7 separate regions of the Mus musculus genome follow, and regions 2, 3, 4, 5, 6 and 7 are each linked to region 1. A link is a contact called in public ChIA-PET, Micro-C and promoter capture Hi-C data. All regions are on one chromosome and are shown on one strand. The core of a region is the stretch at or near the end of the contact, and the rest is flanking DNA. Distances in the headings are between cores, read along the strand shown. Region 1 holds the start of Nfatc3 (nuclear factor of activated T cells, cytoplasmic, calcineurin dependent 3). Region 2 holds the start of Pdf (peptide deformylase (mitochondrial)). Region 3 holds the start of Sntb2 (syntrophin, basic 2). Region 4 holds the start of Has3 (hyaluronan synthase 3). Region 5 holds the start of 4931428F04Rik (RIKEN cDNA 4931428F04 gene). Region 6 holds the start of Plekhg4 (pleckstrin homology domain containing, family G (with RhoGef domain) member 4). Region 7 holds the start of Tppp3 (tubulin polymerization-promoting protein family member 3).

The links. Promoter capture Hi-C pulls out the DNA fragments that hold promoters and counts their contacts. Hi-C and Micro-C count contacts between places; a contact is called where the count stands out from the background. ChIA-PET counts read pairs in DNA pulled down with a chosen protein or histone mark.
Region 2: a contact with region 1 is called in a promoter capture Hi-C map of liver, with 5 times the contacts expected there. The contact joins the promoter of Pdf here to the promoter of Nfatc3 in region 1. A contact is called at or near these places in 4 of 39 promoter capture datasets (hippocampal neurons, liver and stem cell-derived epiblast-like cells) and 1 of 115 datasets of contacts at active chromatin or transcription factors (pancreatic cancer cells).
Region 3: a promoter capture Hi-C map of liver shows a contact between it and region 1, with 2.2 times the contacts expected there. The contact joins the promoter of Sntb2 here to the promoter of Nfatc3 in region 1. A contact is called at or near these places in 1 of 39 promoter capture datasets (liver), 1 of 484 Hi-C or Micro-C datasets (B cells) and 1 of 115 datasets of contacts at active chromatin or transcription factors (memory CD8 T cells).
Region 4: a contact with region 1 is called in a Micro-C map of embryonic stem cells, with 4 times the contacts expected there. The contact joins the promoter of Has3 here to the promoter of Nfatc3 in region 1. A contact is called at or near these places in 3 of 39 promoter capture datasets (hippocampal neurons, liver and neural stem cells) and 1 of 484 Hi-C or Micro-C datasets (embryonic stem cells).
Region 5: a contact with region 1 is called in an RNA polymerase II ChIA-PET map of memory CD8 T cells, with 22 read pairs. The contact joins the promoter of 4931428F04Rik here to the promoter of Nfatc3 in region 1. A contact is called at or near these places in 1 of 39 promoter capture datasets (liver) and 2 of 115 datasets of contacts at active chromatin or transcription factors (memory CD8 T cells and pancreatic cancer cells).
Region 6: a promoter capture Hi-C map of liver shows a contact between it and region 1, with 2.0 times the contacts expected there. The contact joins the promoter of Plekhg4 here to the promoter of Nfatc3 in region 1. A contact is called at or near these places in 1 of 39 promoter capture datasets (liver) and 1 of 115 datasets of contacts at active chromatin or transcription factors (pancreatic cancer cells).
Region 7: a promoter capture Hi-C map of liver shows a contact between it and region 1, with 2.1 times the contacts expected there. The contact joins the promoter of Tppp3 here to the promoter of Nfatc3 in region 1. A contact is called at or near these places in 2 of 39 promoter capture datasets (cranial neural crest and liver), 1 of 115 datasets of contacts at active chromatin or transcription factors (large pre-B cells) and 1 of 9 other capture datasets (adipose tissue).

What each region holds. Positions count from the first base shown.
Region 1 is chr8:106,058,250-106,060,968 of GRCm38.p6, reverse strand. It overlaps Nfatc3 (nuclear factor of activated T cells, cytoplasmic, calcineurin dependent 3), which reads right to left and starts at 1,379. Exons shown (of 10, transcript NM_010901.3): 1 at 976-1,379. The coding sequence starts at 1,078.
Region 2 is chr8:107,047,275-107,049,993 of GRCm38.p6, reverse strand. It overlaps Pdf (peptide deformylase (mitochondrial)), which reads left to right and starts at 1,380. Exons shown (of 2, transcript NM_026513.2): 1 at 1,380-1,933. The coding sequence starts at 1,396. It overlaps Cog8 (component of oligomeric golgi complex 8), which reads left to right. Exons shown (of 5, transcript NM_139229.4): 5 at 864-1,285. The coding sequence ends at 1,186.
Region 3 is chr8:106,934,411-106,937,129 of GRCm38.p6, reverse strand. Sntb2 (syntrophin, basic 2) reads right to left here and starts at 1,390. Exons shown (of 7, transcript NM_009229.5): 1 at 809-1,390. The coding sequence starts at 1,328.
Region 4 is chr8:106,869,422-106,872,140 of GRCm38.p6, reverse strand. Has3 (hyaluronan synthase 3) reads right to left here and starts at 1,305. Exons shown (of 4, transcript NM_001331048.1): 1 at 1,190-1,305.
Region 5 is chr8:105,288,119-105,290,837 of GRCm38.p6, reverse strand. It overlaps 4931428F04Rik (RIKEN cDNA 4931428F04 gene), which reads left to right and starts at 1,310. Exons shown (of 8, transcript NM_028888.2): 1 at 1,310-1,434; 2 at 1,673-2,069. Exoc3l (exocyst complex component 3-like) reads left to right here. Exons shown (of 14, transcript NM_177788.5): 11 at 34-156; 12 at 234-389; 13 at 482-606; 14 at 688-915. The coding sequence ends at 877.
Region 6 is chr8:105,371,942-105,374,660 of GRCm38.p6, reverse strand. Plekhg4 (pleckstrin homology domain containing, family G (with RhoGef domain) member 4) reads right to left here and starts at 1,389. Exons shown (of 23, transcript NM_001364406.1): 1 at 799-1,389. The coding sequence starts at 842.
Region 7 is chr8:105,470,054-105,472,772 of GRCm38.p6, reverse strand. It overlaps Tppp3 (tubulin polymerization-promoting protein family member 3), which reads left to right and starts at 1,351. Exons shown (of 4, transcript NM_026481.3): 1 at 1,351-1,493. It overlaps Zdhhc1 (zinc finger, DHHC domain containing 1), which reads left to right. Exons shown (of 14, transcript NM_175160.5): 14 at 1-350. The coding sequence ends at 172.

The DNA of each region.
Region 1 (2,719 bases), core at 130-2,629:
GGAACTAAAAGGTATTGTACCACCTAGAGATTCAATGCAACGCTGAGAAAACAATGTATTAGCCCTCACAATACTATGAAAAAATTTAAATAATTCACTTAATACTGGAAAGAATAAACATGAATACTCTTATCCATCTTCTTTTTCTAAGTTCTCTTGCATATGTAATAGGGAAGCTGAACTTAACGAACCACACTATTCCAAACCAGGTCACAGGAGAGAGTTAAGTCCCCAGTCATCATCCTGTTTCTATTTACTGACTGGTTTGACCCGCAAGCATTATGGTGTCCAGCTTTCCCAACTTATCTTTTAAAACATCTTCTGAGAAGAGCTTTTTTTTTTAAAATTATTAAAAAATGCCTTCTAGAACATTCTAGGAGAACTGTAATTTTAAAAGGCAACGTATCTTGTTTTTTTGTTTTTGTTTTTTAATCTCCAGAAACACTTTGCCCAAGCAAAACAACCCAGTTTTCAGAAAGGTCCGTTATAGTATACTTGAAACTAAGCGTGGATGGAATATAAATTTACACAAGTGGACACTAACTCGAACTCGCTCTTCTAGCAAAGTAGATTTTTTTTTAAAGTGGAATTTGAAAACACGCATCTTTCAAATAAAGAATTTTACAACTAGCCTAAAGACAGCGAAGTGCGCTTACACTTCTCGGAGACATTTCCTCTGCACCACGCTGGCACAGCTACGACAACCAGAAACCTCTTGGGGCTTTGGCCCCAACAACCTCTGCCTCCAAAGCCCGGGCGTCCGCCGGCCACTGGCCTCTCGGAGTCGAGTTCCCTACTAGTTCGCTCGCAGCCAAGACACTTCCACGTCGCCCCGAACCACACGCCTCCTTCTCCTCCTCAAATTAAATCGGGCTTTCCTCGCCACCCGCACGCACCAGGGGGACCGAGGGGAAGGCGAGCTGGCGGGAGCGCGGCGAGGGCACGCTCCACAGTCCCGGCCGGCCCGGCACCCACCTGCAGGCCGCGAGACCTGGGACACCGGCGCTGGTGCCCCGTCCTCGCCGAAGACGAGTTTGAAGTCGAGCTCGTCGTGGGCGCCACAGTTTGCAGTAGTCATCGGCGTGGCCCGGGGTGCAGCGCCTCCTCCTCAGGCGGCCGCGGCGGCTCCTCAGCGCCGCTTCATGCTGGGCCGCGCCGGCCAGGAGGTCGCGGCTCCACTGCAAACTTTCCGGGCGGGGCCCGCGAGGCCGAGCGTTCCGTTCCGACCTAGAAAGCTGGCCGAGCGCCCCGCCGCACCGGGAGCCGTCACCGCCGCCGGTCGAGGGTGCAGAAAAGCCACGGTCGCCTCAACCAAGGCTCCCCGCCCCCCACCCCCACAGTCGCCGCCACTGCCGCCACCGCCGCCGGCGCGCTCCCGCGCCCTGCAGCGCGCCCAGCCCCGCCCCTCGCCGCGCTCCCGCCCGACGGGGCAGCCCATAGGCCGCTGGCCCCGCTGACAGCCACGGGCCCCGCCTCCTCACCGACCTATCGCGTGAGTCCTCTGCGAGGAGGAAGTCACGTGAGCAAGAAGCGCCAGAGCCCTGCTCCCTCTCGGAAGTTGTAGTTAAAACTCTCTTTCTTCCGCAGTTTCTAAACCAAGACCAGGGTAGGGCCAATAGCGCTGTCTAATTAGATTGGGAACCCACGTAGGCCAATTGGAGACTATCTTTTTCCCCCTCATCGGGCGGAGCTCATGTCGAGGAAGTGGGTAGCAGAGCGCCAGGGTTATAGGTGTCCGGATATTTGGCCCCACAGAGGTACTTTTCACTTATAGCTGAGTTTAGAGTGGATACGTTCGTTAGACCACCTCAAAAGTTACCACTCATCCCCCGCATCCCTCCATACCAACTTCGATGGCGTAACTTGGAGAGGGCCAGGGATTGGTTCGAACTTTTGGGTAGGTTAGGGTGGAGCCGAAGAAAACCTTGCGAGACAAGTCTGGAGTCGATTCAGAGCCACCCTTCTGGGGTGGGGCCCCGTCTCAGTGGCTGTGCCTTTGTCCCCTCAAGCCGGCCCGGAGAGGATGCCATGCATTCTAGCTAGGCCTCACCTAAATCAGAGGGACCAGGTCTGGTCCTTGACGGAAGTTGAGCAGACACAGAGAAAAGTACCCTTCTTGGCCTCTGCATCTTAGTACATAACCGTGAGACTAAGGCATTGTGACACCCGAGCAAGGAAAGCCCACATATAGGAAGTGACGCTGTCAAAAAGAACCGGCTTTCAATCTTGGTTTCACCTCAAAGAGTCTGCCTTCCCCGGTGAGACATGAGATGGCCCAAGACACCATCCCTTGGAGTCTGGGGACTCAGTCTTGTTTACTTAGCGCATGATTAAGAGAAGGAGTTGGGAGAAGCCAGTGACCACCTCCTCCACGACAGCAAGTCTGATACTACTCACAAAAGCCCCTGGGAGAATGGAGCAAGCACAAGCTCCTTGCAAAGATCTCTGCATCTCAGTGATTCCTGGGCTACTAAGTGAGCCTCAGGGGGACCCCGGCTAAGCCTAGGGTCAGAAGAGCAAGGAATGTTCTGAGCTCGTGAGCCATTCATCTTGGACTGGTTTATTCCTGCTCAGGGCTTTACCAGTACTTATGAGGGACACAGAGATACAGAGATAGTCTCCCATCAGGGTTGAGAGAGAGAGGAATAGCAAATATATAATTACTGTGCAAAGAGATTAGAGCTGTGATAGGAGCTCTGAGGACATTGAACACCCACCC
Region 2 (2,719 bases), core at 131-2,630, 990 kb before region 1:
GATAAAAGGAAAGATTTTTTAAAAAATTTGTTTGTTTGTTTGGTTGGTTTTTTGATATGGGATTTCTCTTCAGGGGTTCCTCTGTGAAACTCTGGCTGTCCTGGAACTCTGTAAATCTCCTGAGTGCTGGGATTAAAGGTGTTCTTCACCACAGCCTGGCTTTTATCATTGTTGTTTTCGTTTTGTCTTTTTAAAGATTTTATGTGAGTGCTCTATCTGAATGCACACCTGCGTGTATGTCAGAAGAGGGCGTCAGATCCCATTACAGATGGTTGTGAGCCACGTTGTTGGGGATTGAACTCAGGACCTCTGGAAGAGTACTTAACCACTGAGCCATGTCTGTAGCCCTTGTTTTTGGTTTGACACTAGACAGGATCTCAGTATATAGCACTGGCTACCCTGGAACTAACTTGGTATACCCAACTGGCCTTGAACTCAGAGATCCTCCTGCCTCTGCCTCCCAAATAGCTGGGATCTGTGCCTGGACTCCAGTATTTACTGAGTGTCTCCTGGCTCAGGCTCCATCCACCCTTACAATGGGGCTCCAATATAACTAACTGTCCTTTTGTATTACAGAGATGCCCTTAGCCTGGCACAACTTTAATACCAGCATTTGGGAGGCAGAGGCAGGACGATCTCTGTGAGATAAGAGACCAGCCTGGTCTATAGAGTTCCAGCATAGCCAGGTCTCAAAAAAACAAAAAACCCAAAAAGATGTTCTTGTTGTATTGAAATATGTAATTGTGTTAAATCTTTTCTCTGAGTGTCCCCTCCCCTGCCCCACACCATCCCTGAGATCTCTGCATTGAATTTAATAACTTTTTTTTTCTTTTTCATTTCTTTTTCCCTACCATCTGGGTCAGGCATTTCACCCACCCAGCTCTCTAAGCACGGAAACCTTGGACACGTGAACATCAGCGCCATCCAGGAACCTCTCGCCTTTATTTTGCCTAAGAGAGAAACAGTTTTCTGTTTAGATGAGCAGGAGCTGGGGCCGGACCTCGTGGCCCCAGCTCCAGAGCTCCCTGCGGAGCAGCGGAGCATGGAGCCTGTAACAGAGAAGAGGGAACCAGGGGAGCCGCTGCCTCAGGAGCCCATGGAGGGGGAGCCGCTGCCAGCCGAGCCACCGAGTGAGGGAGGAGCCATAGGCAGTGTCCCCTGCCCGCAGCCTGGGGAGCAGCCCTGAGGGTACGCGCTTCTGCAGCGGGAAGGTGTGTGCAGTTGCTTTGCCCAGGATAGCGCGGGCCCTGTGGTATTTGCAGCTTTAATAAAACCGACAACTGTCGCCACTCGCCTGCTGTTCCCGACGATGGGCGTCCGGAAGTTACACGGGAACTACGCTTCCCGGCGTCTTTGGCGCTAGCGGAAGGAAGGGCCGCGGCGTCTCCCCGCGCCATGTTGCTGCTGGGCAGGCTGCCGCGGCCGGCGTGGGTTCCGGGGAGCCGGGCGCAGAGGTGCAGCTCCTTGGCCGCCTTGGAGGGCCCGGCGCGCACGCGCTCCTACTGGCGGTACCTCAGGCGCCTTGTATGTGGCGCGCCGCAGCCGCCATACGCGCACGTGTGCCAGGTCGGGGACCCGGTGCTGCGCGTCGTGGCGGCCCCGGTGGAACCCGAGCAGCTAGCGGGGCCGGAGCTGCAGCGGCTGGTGGGGCGGATGGTGCAGGTAATGCGACGGCGTGGCTGTGTGGGCCTTAGTGCGCCGCAGCTCGGGGTGCCGCTGCAAGTGTTGGCGCTCGAGTTCCCGGACAAGCTCCTCCGAGCCTTCTCACCGCGCCTGCGCGAACTGCGTCAGATGGAACCCTTCCCACTTCGGGTGCTGGTGAACCCCAGTCTGAGAGTGTTGGACAGCCGCTTGGTCACCTTCCCCGAGGGCTGCGAGAGTGTCGCCGGCTTTCTGGCGTGTGTGCCTCGCTTCCAAGCCGTGCAGATCTCAGGTGCAGGGGACGTGGGCAGCGGGGTGGTCTTGCTCTCTCTGGCTAGAGACAGTGCAGACACAGCGGCACTCGGGAGCCAACTGAACTCCTGAAGAGCAGGTCAGGCCCGCCTAGATGGGTTGCAGGGTGATTCCTTAGATATGGAGCCTGTCTTTCCCCTTTCTCATGAGTAGGTATATAGATTCCCATGTAAGTGTGTCTGTATTGCACACACGATTTTCCCAGTTTATCGTGGTGGGGCTTGTGTAAGAAAGTGGGACCCAGATTTACCCAGACTAGGGCAACAAACCATTCCATGCTTCACATTCACATTGTTTTATGTAATATGGTTATTTGCTACAGTGCCAAGCTGAAATACCTTTCTTTTGGGGGGGGGGGGTCGAGACAGGGTTTCTCTGTATAGCCCTGGCTGTCCTGGAACTCACTTTGTAGACCTCGAACTCAGAAATCCGCCTGCCTCTACCTCCTGAGTGCTGGGATTAAAAGGTGTGTGCCACCATGCCTGGCATGAAATACCTTTGATAAACAGCCCTTGAAAAGAGTTTTGATTTCTTATCCTTGCCCTGTAGTAGTGCTGGGAATCACGCTGAGTAAAAAGTCGGCACTGGACAAAATTGGGGTACCCTTTCTAGGAGGGATAAGAGCTGTTATCCACATTCACTCTTGGATGCTGCCTCTGTAGATAGGATATAAATAGGCATGGCCAGGGCAGGAAACAAAGTAGGGACAGGAGGTTGGGCATGAGTTCAGCAAAGCCTCACCTCATCGAGCCTGTAACTTCCTTTG
Region 3 (2,719 bases), core at 141-2,640, 880 kb before region 1:
GTGAAACGCTGCACACAAGATCGCATCTACACTTAAGGTAAAGGCTATTCACACATATGTGATGGTACCCGTTTCAGGATTCTTATAAAATGTCTACTGGTCTTGCGGCAGCACGCCTGCCAGCGATAGGAAGCTGGCACCGGGCTCTTGCAAAAGGGGCGAAACTCTAGTTGGCAGTAAAATGCTCAAACACGTGAGCCTCCACTGTTAAACAAGGCTCATTAACCTCACAAACTTGCTGTATCAGCTCTCTGCCTTCCACAAAGTGCTGTGATCTTCTCTGGTTATTGTTGAGAGCCAATGATGGGTTAAATTCCCATAAATTAACCAGTGCTTTGGTGGTTTGCCCAAGCAAACTGCTGGCATCGGTGTGGATGGATTTAATAGACCGGCCCGCCCGGGGAGCCCGAGGTGACTAAAGAAAGCGTCCAACCAACGCTTCCCAACAGGGAAAAAAAGGAGACTAAAGAACTCGAGCCGATCGCTCTCCCGGTAGTTAGTGCTTAGTGTCAGCTTATCGTGCAAGACTTAGGGGTGAGCTTCGCACGCGGCTGCTGCTCCCCCCACCCCCTAAATCTCAGCTGAGTCTCGCTAAGGGGCGGTAAAGTAACACTTCGGTGGCTGCCCAACTTTCTTCTCGCTGGACGCCTCAGTTTTTCCACACTCTGGAGCCCCACAAGAGGAGGTCTGGTGGCCGGGGCGGAGGGAACCGGCGAGCCCCGCACAGGCGTCAGGGTGGGCAGAAACAAAGTGCGCGCAGGCGAGCCCAGGCCGCCACCCCGCCGCCTCCCGCTCGGCCCCCGCTCACCCTCCAGCAGCACCTCCTTGCCCGCGCGCTTCAGCGCCTGCACGGCCTGGTCGTGGGTGGCCTGGCGCAGGTCGGTGCCGTTCACCGACAGGATGGCGTCGCCCAGCCGCAGCGCCCGGCTCTGGTCGGCCGCCAGCCCCGGGAAGATCTTGGAGATGAGGATCGGCATCCGGTTCTCGCGGCCGCCCTTGATGCTGATGCCCAGGCCGCCCGCCTCTTGCTTCACCACTCGCACTCGGCGCACGGGCGGCGAGGCGCTCGCTTCCCCCGCGGGACCGCGGGGCGGCGCGGGAGGGCTGGGCGGCCCCAGGCCACGGTTCGGGCTCCCGGGCAGAGACTCGCCGCCGCCGCCGTTCGGAAGACCGTTGAAGGCGGCCGCCGGCGGCTCAGGCTCGACTGCGGCGGCGTCGCCCGTCAGGCTCAGGCTCTCGCCACTGAGCTCGGCCACCACCCGCACCCAGCGCTCCCTTAGAAGCAGCTCCACCAGCCCCGCTTTGGTGGCCCGCGTCCACACCGCCATGGCCGGCCCTGCTCCCGCAGCCGCCGTTGCTGCAGCTCCCCCGATTCCAGTCAGGCAGCCTCGGCGCTTCCCCCTTCCCGCCCGAGGGGGGCGGACCCCTCCCCTCCCCCCGGCGATTCATTATTCATGAGGGCCACGCCCACTTTCCGGAGGGGCGGGGGGAAGGCCGGCGAGGCCGCTTCCGGGAGGCGAGGTTGTCCTGGTTCACTGAAAGCTCTTCGGAGGTGGGCAGCGCCTCGTGCAGCGAGGCACCCCGCCGTCCTTTGCTTTGGTTCTCCGTGACCTCCTCGAACTCCTCACCTCTTCTACGAGAGCTGCCCGGGCAGGGAGAGCAAAGTCAGCTTGTAGAGAGGCTCTTTGCGATCCTGCAGGGCCGGGTTGGCGCGTTCATTCTTGCATTGATTGGTTCATTGCAAAAAAAAAAAAAAAAAAAAAAAAAAGCAGCCCTGAGCGCTCAGAGGTGTGCTGGGCTCCTTTTAAGGCCCTAGAGACACACTGAATAAAATGCACCTCAGCCGAGAGAGCTTGTGGTCTAATGGGAAAGAAAAACAGAGGCAACCAGCTAGGTGTGATTCTCTGTGGTTAAAAAGACTGCAGACCTCCCTAAGAACAGGATAAAACAACATTTGGTTAGTCTTGGTGTGAGCACAAGCAGGGGACACAGCATAAGTGACATGGGATCAAAGGTGTGGATCCAAGACTTTGTCACTGCTTTTAAAAATCACCTGTCTGCTGGCCTGTAATTAGAGGGGACCTGTCTTCTTCTTTTTTTTTTTTTTTTTTTAAAGATTTATTTATTATATGTAAGTACACTGTAGCTGTCTTCAGACACACCAGAAGAAGGAGTCAGTTCTTGTTACGGATGGTTGTAAGCCACCATGTGGTTGCTGGGATTTGAACTCTGGACCTTTGGAAGAGCAGTCGGGTGCTCTTACCCACTGAGCCACCTCGCCAGCCCGGGACCTGTCTTCTTAAGCACTGGGAACCCACAGTGCGCAAGGTCAAAGACATTTGCAGCATGCTGATGTTTTAGAGTTCCCCACAGACCAACGGGTATATATAGTTAACAAAGATTGTGCGAGATTAGCCACAAGATTATGAGGCTAAACTCCACAATCTGCCATCTGCAGAAAAAGGCTCTGAATCCAAATCCAAAGACCTGAGGACTAGGTAGAAATCTGAAGCTATCAGAAGACCAGAGAGGCCTGAGGGGGCAGAAGCGGGGGAGCAGGGTCGGAGTGGAAAGCTACTATGTAAAAGCTGGCCCAGTCCATGAAAAACCAGGAGCCCTGAAGTGTGGCAGGAGAGCGATGTCCCAGTTTTCATAGAGTGAGTATACCGCGTCTTACTGTTCCCTGGCAGCCCTCACCTGATTGGATGGTGCCGGTTCC
Region 4 (2,719 bases), core at 56-2,555, 810 kb before region 1:
GTTCTGGGAAGGGACGGGAGGTGCTGTGGCTGGCCCAGCAACCTGCGTCCTGGCGCCCCGCCTCGGTGCAGTTCCAGAGGCTGTCCGGTCAGGTCCAAGGCAGCTAAGGAAGCTCTCGCCACGCTCCTCACCCGGCTTGAGCTTCACCCCGCTGGCTAAAGCCACACAGCCACACCCACGTGCAGGTTTCCCACGACTCTGCTGGGAAGGAACGGAAAAGCCAAGGAACAACTGCCAGCCCAGACCCTACTCATCTTCTCAGGGCCCCAGGTACCTTGGCAAAGGAGTGCCTGCAAACAAAGGCAGCATCCCTGCAGTTGCCAGCCCCCTCCATCCGGGGGCCAGACCCCCTCCCCCTCAGGAATTAAGAGGTACCCATCTCCCTACAGAAGACCCAGGAAGGTTCTGCAGCTGGATATTCTATGTACAGTCAGGCTCTGGCACGGGCTCTTGTTGAGGTCCTCTGCCCAGAGAGGACACTGTATTTCCCCAAGCCGGTTAACCAGAATGTGATCTTATATCCTGGGCCGCTTCCTCCATCCTCTCAAAAGAGATCCAAGAAAGCTCGCCCAGGCTAGCTAAGGCGCACTTAGATTCAAGGGCACGAGGGTGGGGGCGCTTTACGGGATCCATGTCCCATAGGACAATGAAAAGAAATAAAAACCTCCAGGCAAGGACGCACACCTCCCTACCCAGCAGTAGAACTTTGAGGGCTGCAAGATTAACAGCAACTCTCCCACTGACAGGTGCGCCCTGCAGCCGGGCTCACGCACGGCAGTACAGAAACTTGCACTAGCGGCTGGAGCTCCTCCAATCTCTCCTAGGCACCCTTGGACCTCTCTGAACCGGCAAGGAGGAGGAACTCATCTCACAAACCTGTGCTGTAGGGACCAGATCGCTGGAGATCTCGGTGTCCCCGCAGGTGTGAACCCCCTGCGGGCGTGAGTTGGGGGGAGGGGCACTCTAGCCTCGCTCCCCGCACAGCCTCCCTCCACCCCCAATTCATTCACAAAACAAGAGCCGCAAGGGAGGAAGGGAGGAGAGGCTGCGGGAGCCCAGGATGTCGGAAGAAAGGGAGGAGGGGGTAGGGAACATGGTGCAAGCGACTGCCGCCGGGAAGCATTGAGCGGCCGGAGCCCCAGGGTCCCCAGGTCGCGGTAAGAGGCTCCGGCCCCTTGGGTGCGCTCACCGTGCCGCCGGCTGCCGGCGTTCCGGTGCTCAGCAGGCCCGCGGCGGCTCCATGCTCCTCCTCCGGCTCCCGCCGCCGCGCACTGCCTCCACGGTGCCGCTGGGGCTCCGACTGACGACCGCCTTGCCCAGCAGAGCCGCCTTAAGTATCGCGCGCGACCCACTGGGAAAGGCGCCCTCCTCCGGCACCAGGGCAGGGAAAGTTGGCAAGAGTGGGAGGGCTCCCGGAGCCCGCGGGAGCGCCCGGTGCCCGGCCACCGGCTGGCGCTCGCCAGACTCGGGGTCTGTCGTGGACCTAGCCCCTCCGAATCGAGAGTCGCAACCTCTGCCTCTAGAAAACTAGGGACCCCCAGTGCAGCCCAAGGCTCAGCTGCTCCACGCCGACCTCCGGGCCAGCAGCCTTGGAAAGGCTGTCATTGTCCCTAGCCTAGTACCTGAAGCATCGTTAACTTTCCGGATGACCAGTGGGGACCTACAAAATCGTTCATGTCCATCCCCGCCCCCACGCCCCGCTCCCGAAACCTGGAAACCTACTCACCCTGCAAACGGGCTACCCCAGAAAATCTTCTGAACGCCAAGGGGCGGCTCGCTATGTGAGGGGACTCCCTAAAAACCTTCCCGGTGGCAACAGAGAGGGACAGAAAAGAAAAATTGTCAAATAAAAGGAGGCTGGTCAAAGAAGGTGTTAACTATTATGACAAGCTGAGCTTTGAATTCCGCAGCGGGGCGCTGATGACTTTAAGGCTGTTTGCAAAAGCTGCAGATTGGTCTAGCAGGAATCCAGGAGGTTCCGGTCTTAAAGCCCAAACGGCTCTTCCTCCCCACCTTTCTTTCCCACGTCCCGACCTCTTAGGTCCCCATCCGACATCCTCGCTGGCAGTTCCGTGGTCCCTGGAAGTTGGTGTAGACTCCTCCGGTGAGGTGAAGCCGAGAGGGAGTCCAGGGGAGAAGAGTGTTTGTTAGAGGTAGAAACTCTAGAACCAGCTGGAGATCTCGAGGTTTTACATCTCAGAAAAACCTGAAGAGAAATTGTAATTAAAGACTAGTTTTAAAAATGAATTTATGGGTCCTCCAACCGTCAGAGATAACTTCGCAGGCGGAAACAATTTAATAGGCATGTGAGCTGCTCCAGTCAGGAAGCCATCCCTCTCAGACATGCCCATAGGTCACTTAGCCACAGAATCCACAACACAGCCACCCTGGGCCCCTGCTCCGCCCACTCCCACCCTGACAGACAAAATCAAAACCTTTCACCCTGCTTCATTCAGGAGAAACACCACTGCATGGGCTAAAGGGCTGGGCAGTGAGTGAGTTTGTTTTGTTGAGACAGAGTCTGTAGCCCGGGATAGGCCTTTGAACTTCCCATATAGCCAAGGATAGATAAACCTGAACTTCTTATCCTCTTTAACTCCGAAGAGAAGGATGAGGGCCACCACACCCAGTTTATTCACTGATGGGGACTGAATCCTGAGCTCTGTGCATGCTTTGTCAAAGTTCTAGCCCCAGCTCCAAAGAGTGTGCTCTTAAAGGC
Region 5 (2,719 bases), core at 61-2,560, 770 kb after region 1:
TCCCTAGCCCTGTCTGTGCTATGCTTTCCCTAGCCCCTGTTCTCCGCTCTGCCCTCGCGCCGGTGGCTATTGAGTTCTGAGTTGCTAGATGGTGTGTGTGAGCAGACGTCGCACTTCTGCCAGGACTTCTGGCGCGTACGGAAGCCTGGTGTTCAGGTAGGGCGAGGAGAGGAAAGCTGGGGAAGGGGTTGTGCTGGTGGGACCCTATATTCAAACTGATTACTGTCCTGCAGCTGCTGCTGGCAGAGGCGGAACGAACCGTGGTGTTACAATACCTAAGGGCTCTGATGCAGGGCCGCCTAGTGTGCCGCGGTACGGACGAGCGGAGCCAGGCGGCTGAGCGACTTCGGCAGGATGCTGCCCAGCTCAAAGAGCTTTTCCTTGGTTTGGTGAGAGCTCATTGGGAGGGCAGACAGTCGAGGATCTCTGTAGTTGGGTGGGAGCCGAGGGCCCGCTGGAAACCCTGTTCCCATGTGTTCAGGGCCTGGAAGAGAGCGCTCACTGCGCGCCCGTCCTGCTCGCGCTGAGGGAACTGCTCAACCTCCACGACCCCACACTGCTTGGCCTCGAGGTGGCAGGCTTGAGGCAGCAATTTCCCGACGTGAGGTGCGAGGAAGGGGACAGGGGAGGAACGGCCCAGGAGGACGAGGGAGGGCTGGGCTGACGCACGTGGTGGTATTCCTGCAGCGAGGATCACGTCTCTGCCCTCTTGGACCTGCGCGGAGACGTGTCCCGAGAGCATCGTCAGGCAGCACTCAGTTCGCTGCAGGCGGGTCCACCGCCCTCACCGTCCACTGGCCGCCGGGCGCTCTTCAGCCTGGTACCGACGCCTACGCCCTCCCTGTCCTCCTGCCTCCCTTCAGGTCCCTGCTCCTGACACCCATCTGTTTGCGTAATAAAGCCACGTCTACGACACGTCTGAATCTATGTGTTGGGGGCGCGCCGGTGAAAGCAACAGTGCAATTAGGGGTCCGTGCACAGTGGTACATCTATAATCCTGGCTGAATCCTAGTATTCTGGCAGCATCTCACCTATGCAGACATCTGCTCTCTTTGTGGACTGCGTGCCCCGAACCCTGGGCTCCCGTGGAGTACTCACTTCCTATGTATCTACTACCGGCAAGCAGTAAATGGTTTCATCGCCCTCGCCAGTCGCTTTAGAAGCGCGGAAGTTTGAAGAGGGGGAAGTCTAGGACCAGACGCGGTCCAGGGGCGCAGGGTGGCAGCGAATCCCGCCCCTCTTCGCACGTTTGGCTCCGCCCACAGCGAGCTTAAGCACGCCCCCTACGGCGGAGACGGACGTGGCCCTTGCGTCTTCGTGTGAGCGTGCGCGCGCCCGAGTGCGCGTGTCTTTGGCGCGGGCTTCCATGGTCTCGGCGGCCAGCGATCGGCTTTGAGGAGCAGGAACTGCGGGCAGCAAAAGAGGCGTGATCAGGTGGGGGCGCGGCACGCGGACCGAACCCCTACCCCACTCCAAAAACCGAGACTAAATATGACTAAGACTTCACCCTTCTTGATTTACCAGGGAATTCCCCCAAGTCCATTGTCTCCTAGCTCCGCCCTCCATTGGGCACGCCCTTCACCCTGTCTCACGCCCTTTATTTGTCTTCAGGGCACGCCCTCCCAGAGCTCTTGGTTCCTATTGGTTGTTTTCCCACGTTATCTCTTTCCAGGGGTTCTTATTGGTGTGGGCCACACCCTCTCATTTGTCACCAGACCCCGCCTTCAGCAGTCAGGGACTCCAGCCTCACCCTGAATTCATTCATTCTGCAACTAGTGAGTGCGTGGGACGAGAGGGTGAATCAGACCCTTCCTGACCTCGGGGAGTTCAGGGCACGGTGGGGAAATATGGATCTAGCCTCCAGCCATGACAGCCTAGGGCTGTCAAGAAGCCATCAAGACCCTGGGACCCTTTACACATCGGGAAGGCTTCCCAGAGAAAGTGAGGCCTAAACCGGGCCCTGAAAAAAATGGTTAAGAGGTTGCTCCAGGGACACATTGGCAAAAGAATTCTTGGCAGAAGAACCTGAGACGTGAAAGAAACAGGTGAATTCTGGTAATTACGTGGAGGTAGGTGGAATGAACGAAGGGAAAATGGAAGAACTGGCCCATATAGTGGTCAGTAGACATCCAGAAAAGTATACAGTTTGAGGGTGAATGAGATCTGAGACTAGAAGTCATTTTTTAAGCAGCCGATCACTAGGTAAGGTGGAGGAAGACTCCGAGAAGGAGGAGGATGCCGGGGTGGGGGTGGGGGGAGTCTAAACAGGGTATCTAAGTTTGCGAAAGGAATGATTATAGTATTTTTGCTTTAGAGGTCTATTTTTATTATTTCTGGGTATGGGTATATGCATGTGCCCGTGGAGGCCAGAAGAGGGCCTTGGGTCTCCTGCAGCTGGAGTTAGCCTGCGTGGACACTAGGAACTGGATTTGGGTTCTCAGGGAGAGCAGCAAGTCTCTCCAGCTCCATGATTTAGTTCTTACAAGGACTCAGGTTCATCCATGGATCACAGTGGATTACAGTGCTGGATCAGGGACTGTTCTGGGTTCTGGAAGCACAGTTGCACATTATAGAAAGGAAAACCCAGATAAAGCCTTCAGATCTGCCATGCAGACAGTGAGCTAGCTGCAGTAGACTTCAGAGACAGCAACAACTACAGAAAAAGCTTAGTTCCAGGAGAGAGAGGAGGTTTGCTCTTTTGTAGAGATTTGCTAGTGCT
Region 6 (2,719 bases), core at 140-2,639, 690 kb after region 1:
TCAGTGCCTCGGAGACTTGGCGAGCCCTCCCTTGACTTCTCATTCTGCCGACCCCGGCAACATTCATTCCACTGTGCTCACTGTGCTCAGAGCTGGAACTGTCTGAAAGGGTGAGTGAGCCGTGGCTCTGCCGATGGAAAGAAGGCTCTTGCACGAAGCAAAGGACGCCCTTGTGGGAGGAGGGCAAGGCTCCTTTACCATTCCCGTGATGGGACATGGGAATACTTGCCCAGCTTCCATGTACAAGATGAGGACCACTCAAGCCCTCGTGGTCCTCAGAGCTGTCCCACCACCCACCACCACACACTCACACACACACACATGTGAGTCCATGATTAGGGGCCGTCTCCAGAGAGACTCCCTATGCCCTGGTAGCTGCGTGTGGATAATCTTCACGGATAGTGGGAGGGACCACCACTCCTCTGTAGCCTGAATCTCCCCTTCAGGTTCTCAGGCCCACCCACCACGGAACAGGTTGGATGGGCTGTGAGGTGTAACTCAGTAGCAGAGCCCTTGCCTGACTTGTGTGAGCCCCCAGGTTTAATTAATAAAACAAACAACAAAAAGACAGAGAAATAAATTAGAGATAAACGGTGACATCCCATGACTTGTTAAACCCGGAAGGTGAAGAGGGTAGGTAGCTATGTCTCTGGGTGGGAATTGACCCAGGCCTGCCAACATACATAAGGCTCAAACCCTCATTCCCTGAGTTCTTTTTCCCTATCCACAGAAAAGGGTGGCTAAGAAAGCTGGTGCCCTGGGGCCAGAGACCAGCTGAGATCTGGTTCCATCACTCACCTCTTGTGGGCTGTTCCAGGGACCCTTTTCTCTTTGCACCTCATCTTCCTCTCCTGTAAGACAAGAAAAGCATTCTTTTCTCCTGGGGTTGCCCGATGGACCAGGGAAATCCTGATGGATGGATCAGATATCTGTGTTCATGCCCTGCCTTCCCACTTCACCCTTCGTTAGGGAATCTTGAACTGATGAAAGACACTGGGATAGCTGGGAGACCCCTACTCGTTCTTAACTCTAAAGTCTGGGGTCCTTTTGGAGGAAGTGGGCCTGGCCTAACACTCTTGAATTTGTGGAAAGATCATAAGAAAAAGGTTATCTGTGCAACCAGACAAAGGCATGTAGCCCCCACACCATGGCCTTGGTCCCTGGGAGGAGAGGACACTGGACATAATGCCTTCCCTGGCTCTAAGTCAGGCGATTCCTTCATGAATCTAGTTATCAGCTGCAGCCATGGTAGAAACAACAGGCGTCCCCACCCATCTCTGACTCTAAGGCAGATTCTGAAGAGCAAGGGGCAAGGCTGGCCTTGGAGTTGTCCTTCTCCAGCCCCAGCTCCTAGGCATGTCTTCCATCTCTCCTTCCTCTAGCTTCAGTGAGCATCAGGTCCAGTCTTGGCTTCTGTCCTTGGTTCTTGTCCCAGGCCACCCCCACTGAGTCATTGCCCCTCCCTCCCTCTCTCCTTCCCTCCCTCCTGCTTCTGAGGCTCACCTCCACCCACTAGCCAGGCCCCCAGGAGCTGTAAGAAGATGGACTTCCCGGGAGGAACATAACCCTTCCCAGGGATGAAGCAAATAAGAGGCATCAGGTCTCAGGCCCTAACTGACCCAGGCCCTCTGAACACAGCAGGCGGTTGGGGGAGCGCAGGCACGCGTGCTGAGACAGAGGCAGAACTAGGCTGTGGTTTTCTCACTCCACACAGAATGTGCCCTGTAAGCAGGCAGACTGAATATTGTCCACTTTGATATTTCGAGCTCTGTATGTCAGGCCTGGCACAGAATAAATATTTAGGGGTATCTAAGACTAGTCACACCGCCCCTCCCGTCCTGAACTCTTCCCACGTGGGTGACGTGGAAACCAAGGTTAGAGAAAATGACTGACAGACAGACTCAGACAGAAGAGGCAGAGAGCTGTGAGGCACACGTATCTGGGATGGGAAAGGCATGGAACAGCAACAGGGACAGACACTGGCCCAGTGCGGGACAGTGGGGGGCTAGGCCTGGAGCCAACCTGGGGTGGCTGACCACAGCGGGCTTCCAGAGCTGAGCTTGCAAGTCTGAACAGTGACTCACGAAGGCCATCTCTGGTTCTGCTGGTTGCTGAATCTACTCAGAGAAGTCTTTTCCACTGAGATTGTAGAATGTGGACAGCCCCCCCCCCCACTCCGCCCTCCCCCCTCCCCAGCCCTCCCTACCTCTCTTTTCTTGACAACATCCATCCATAAGGAAAGAAAAGGGAAGAAAAGAAAAGAAAAGGCGACTCCTTAGCTTTGGAGATCTGGGGATACATTCCCTTAAGTCTGTGTATGACTTAAGTCCCTTAAGCCAGGACCACTGTAATCAGCAAAGCAACTGATTTCTCAAACCTCCCAGACCCCTCTCATCTTTGACCCAAATAAACCCAGGCTCCTGGGAGTGGCATTCAAGGCCACCAGGGGCATCACAGCCTTTTCTCTTAGGTCCCAGACTGCATGGGGAAACAGAGCTGACTAAAACCCTGTTGTCTCAGACCACCTTCTTTGACGTAGAACGGCCCTCATTGTGACCAAAGAGTGCATGCCTCTAATCTAGGGCTTGAGATGAAAGGGCTGGACGATACACAAGTTCAAGGCTAGCCAGGTCTAAAAAAAAGGGGAAAAAAAAAGTTCCAGACAAGACAGAGCTTCATAACAAGATCCTGTTGTTTTTTTAAGATGGAGGGAAGCTAG
Region 7 (2,719 bases), core at 102-2,601, 590 kb after region 1:
CATGGAAGAGATTCCAGTGGCCCAGACGCGCCTGGGCAGTGCCGCACTGGGTGCCCCAGGAGCCAGGGGTCGAGAGTCTGGGCTGGCTCTACAGGCACGTTCGCCTGCTGTTTTTGTGAGCCCGAGCAGTGGCGAGCCCGGAACACCTGGAGGCGGCGACGGCCTGCCTTAGCCCACTAAGGCTAAGGACTAGAGGCAGGAGGGCCTTGACTCTATGCAACACCCCACATTCGCGTAACGAGTGCACTTTAGGGACCTCAAGGTCGACAGGATCGGCCTTCCTTACCCAAGACTCAGCAATATCCGCTCCACCAGCCCTGATGCCCCAATAAACTTTTTTTTTTTTTTAATGCTTTTGCGGACTTAATGCTTATTTTCATAGTGGAAAAATCCATGGATCTCACAGAAGCAGGACCACCATTGCTAGCTTGGGGCAGAGAAAGAGGGGCGGGTTAGGAAAGGTCTCTGGACAGGGTTTTTCTTTTAAGTGTTGGGAATCAAAAACATGGGGTCTTGTTCAAGAACTACCACTCTCCTCTGTCCCTTCTCCCATTTCCCAGGGTAGCCTCGAAAATTTGAATCTACTGCTTCAGTCTCCCGAATCCCCAGATTGCAGGCTTGTGCTACCACACCCACCCAGCAAGGTTTATTAATTAATTAATTAATCAATTAATATTTAGTATTTTTATTTAGTTTTTTATTTAGTATTTGCAGTTGGAAACTGAAGAGGAAGCAGGCTAGGGAGGCGCATTGGAACAAGAAGCTGTGAGGCGGGGAGACGAGAATGGGAGGAGGCAGCCATTCTCCGAAATTTAGGAATTGCTGCCACAAAAGTACCCAGCATTTGGGGGGGTGGGGTGGGTAAGAATGCGTGATCCACTGATTGTCTCAGTCTTCTAGTGCTTCAGAATGTGGCCTGCTGAGAACCTAGGAATGAGTGAATGCCACAGGGTTAGCGGCAGCTGTGGTCTTGGAGCCAGCTGTAGATCCTTGTCAATGAGGGGCGGGATCCCCTTCTTCAGTTCAGCTCCTAGACAATCTCAGGTGGATTCTTTCAGCAGTCCCTTGAGGGTTGGGGACAATGGAATTTGGGGGGGGGCTGTTTTCCCATTGGCCATGGGAGTTCCTATCTTAGGACATCCAGGACTGCAGAGGGCAGCTCTGACCGCTTGAGGACCGCGGTTGAAGGGGAGGAGCAGGATAAGGCTGTCGCTGCAATTCTGCGGGCCCAGCGCCCACAGAGCACATAGGGCGGGGTCTGGTGGGAGGAGCTAGCGTGACCTTGGTCACTCTCCCGCCGAGACAGCCTAGGGGGTGGGACTCACTGTCTCTATGGTGACCGAGAAACAGGGGATAATACTACGGAGCCGCCCGGGCTGCAGTCCCGCCCGGGAGCCGGCAGGGAGCGGAGCTGTGGAGCCTCCTGGTCTCCAGCATCAGTTCCTGGGTCCTGTCCGAAGGCACGCTCAGGAGCAGCCAAGCGGTAGAAGCCGGTAGGAGACTGAACATCGACCACCCTAATTCGTATCCCCCAAAAGGAGGGGTGGGTGGGAGCAGCCTGAACCAACCTCAGATGGTACTGAGCTGAGCCTATCAGCTGAACACCCCGGCCCTGGCCCCAAGGGTTCCACACACACTCCTGCCCCCACCTTCTTGCCAGGCTGATTGATGACTGCAGCTGTCCCAGCAGGAGCTGACGAGCGGATTCAGTTCAGAGGCATGAACACTGTGCCCAGGGTCTGAGGACCCCAGAGCAGCTGCTGTGATTCTGTTCCACATCAACAGCCCCCAAATTCATCTTCCCATAGACAGGAGTGAGCAGTAGCCTCAGGATCCTCCCATTTCCTTGAGAAGAGCATCATGTAGCACCCCAAACTCCCCTGGACACATTTACCTGTGGTGTTCAAGTACAGGGCTTTGGGTCCCCGGGCGGGTTGACATCTTTGGGAGAGGCAAAGGGTGTGGCGGACCCCATTTACAGACCCACAGAGGTCCCTGCAGAGTGCAATCTCTGGGTTTCTGAGTCTTAAAAATTGCAACTTATGGATGAGTAGGTGTGGTCACCAGAAAAGGCCTTTCAGTGTGGACCAACTAGTAATGGAAGAAGAGGAAGTTGTTCGGGGGCCAGGTTGTGGTCATTGGACACTTTTTTTTTTTTCCCCTAAGAGGCAAGGTAAAGATGGTGGCTGAGAACAGGAGGCTGCAGTGGGTGTGGTGATGGTGGTATGTCTTAACATGATGCCTGGCGATGCCAGTGCTGGTTAGACTCTGAGGGGCTTTAGGTCAGGTCTGTGTCAATAGCTTTAGCATATGAGTAAAGAGAGAGTGCTGAGGGTGTGGTCAGGGAACTCTGCGCGTGTGTGGTGGTGGGTGTTCAATGCTTTGCATGGAAGTATGGAAGTGTTACTGCATAGACTGGGAGATTTCAAGGCAGGGCTGTGTCAGAAGCTGTAGCTATATGGATGAACGGGAATGCTCCAAGGGTATGGCCAGGGGGCCTTTGTAAGGGTGCAGAGTCCAGCTAGTGACTGTGGTTGGGGTCTTCAGGATGTGAGTTAAAAGGATGCAAAATGGATGCAGTGTACACAGGGTTTGATTTGGAGAGGGACTTTCAGGGTGGGGCTGAGGGTGTGGTCAGAGATCTGCAATGGAGCTCTGAGGAGGGTGTGGTCAGGGGTCTGTAGTAGGACATGCACTTGACTGCAGGGCTGTGGGCATG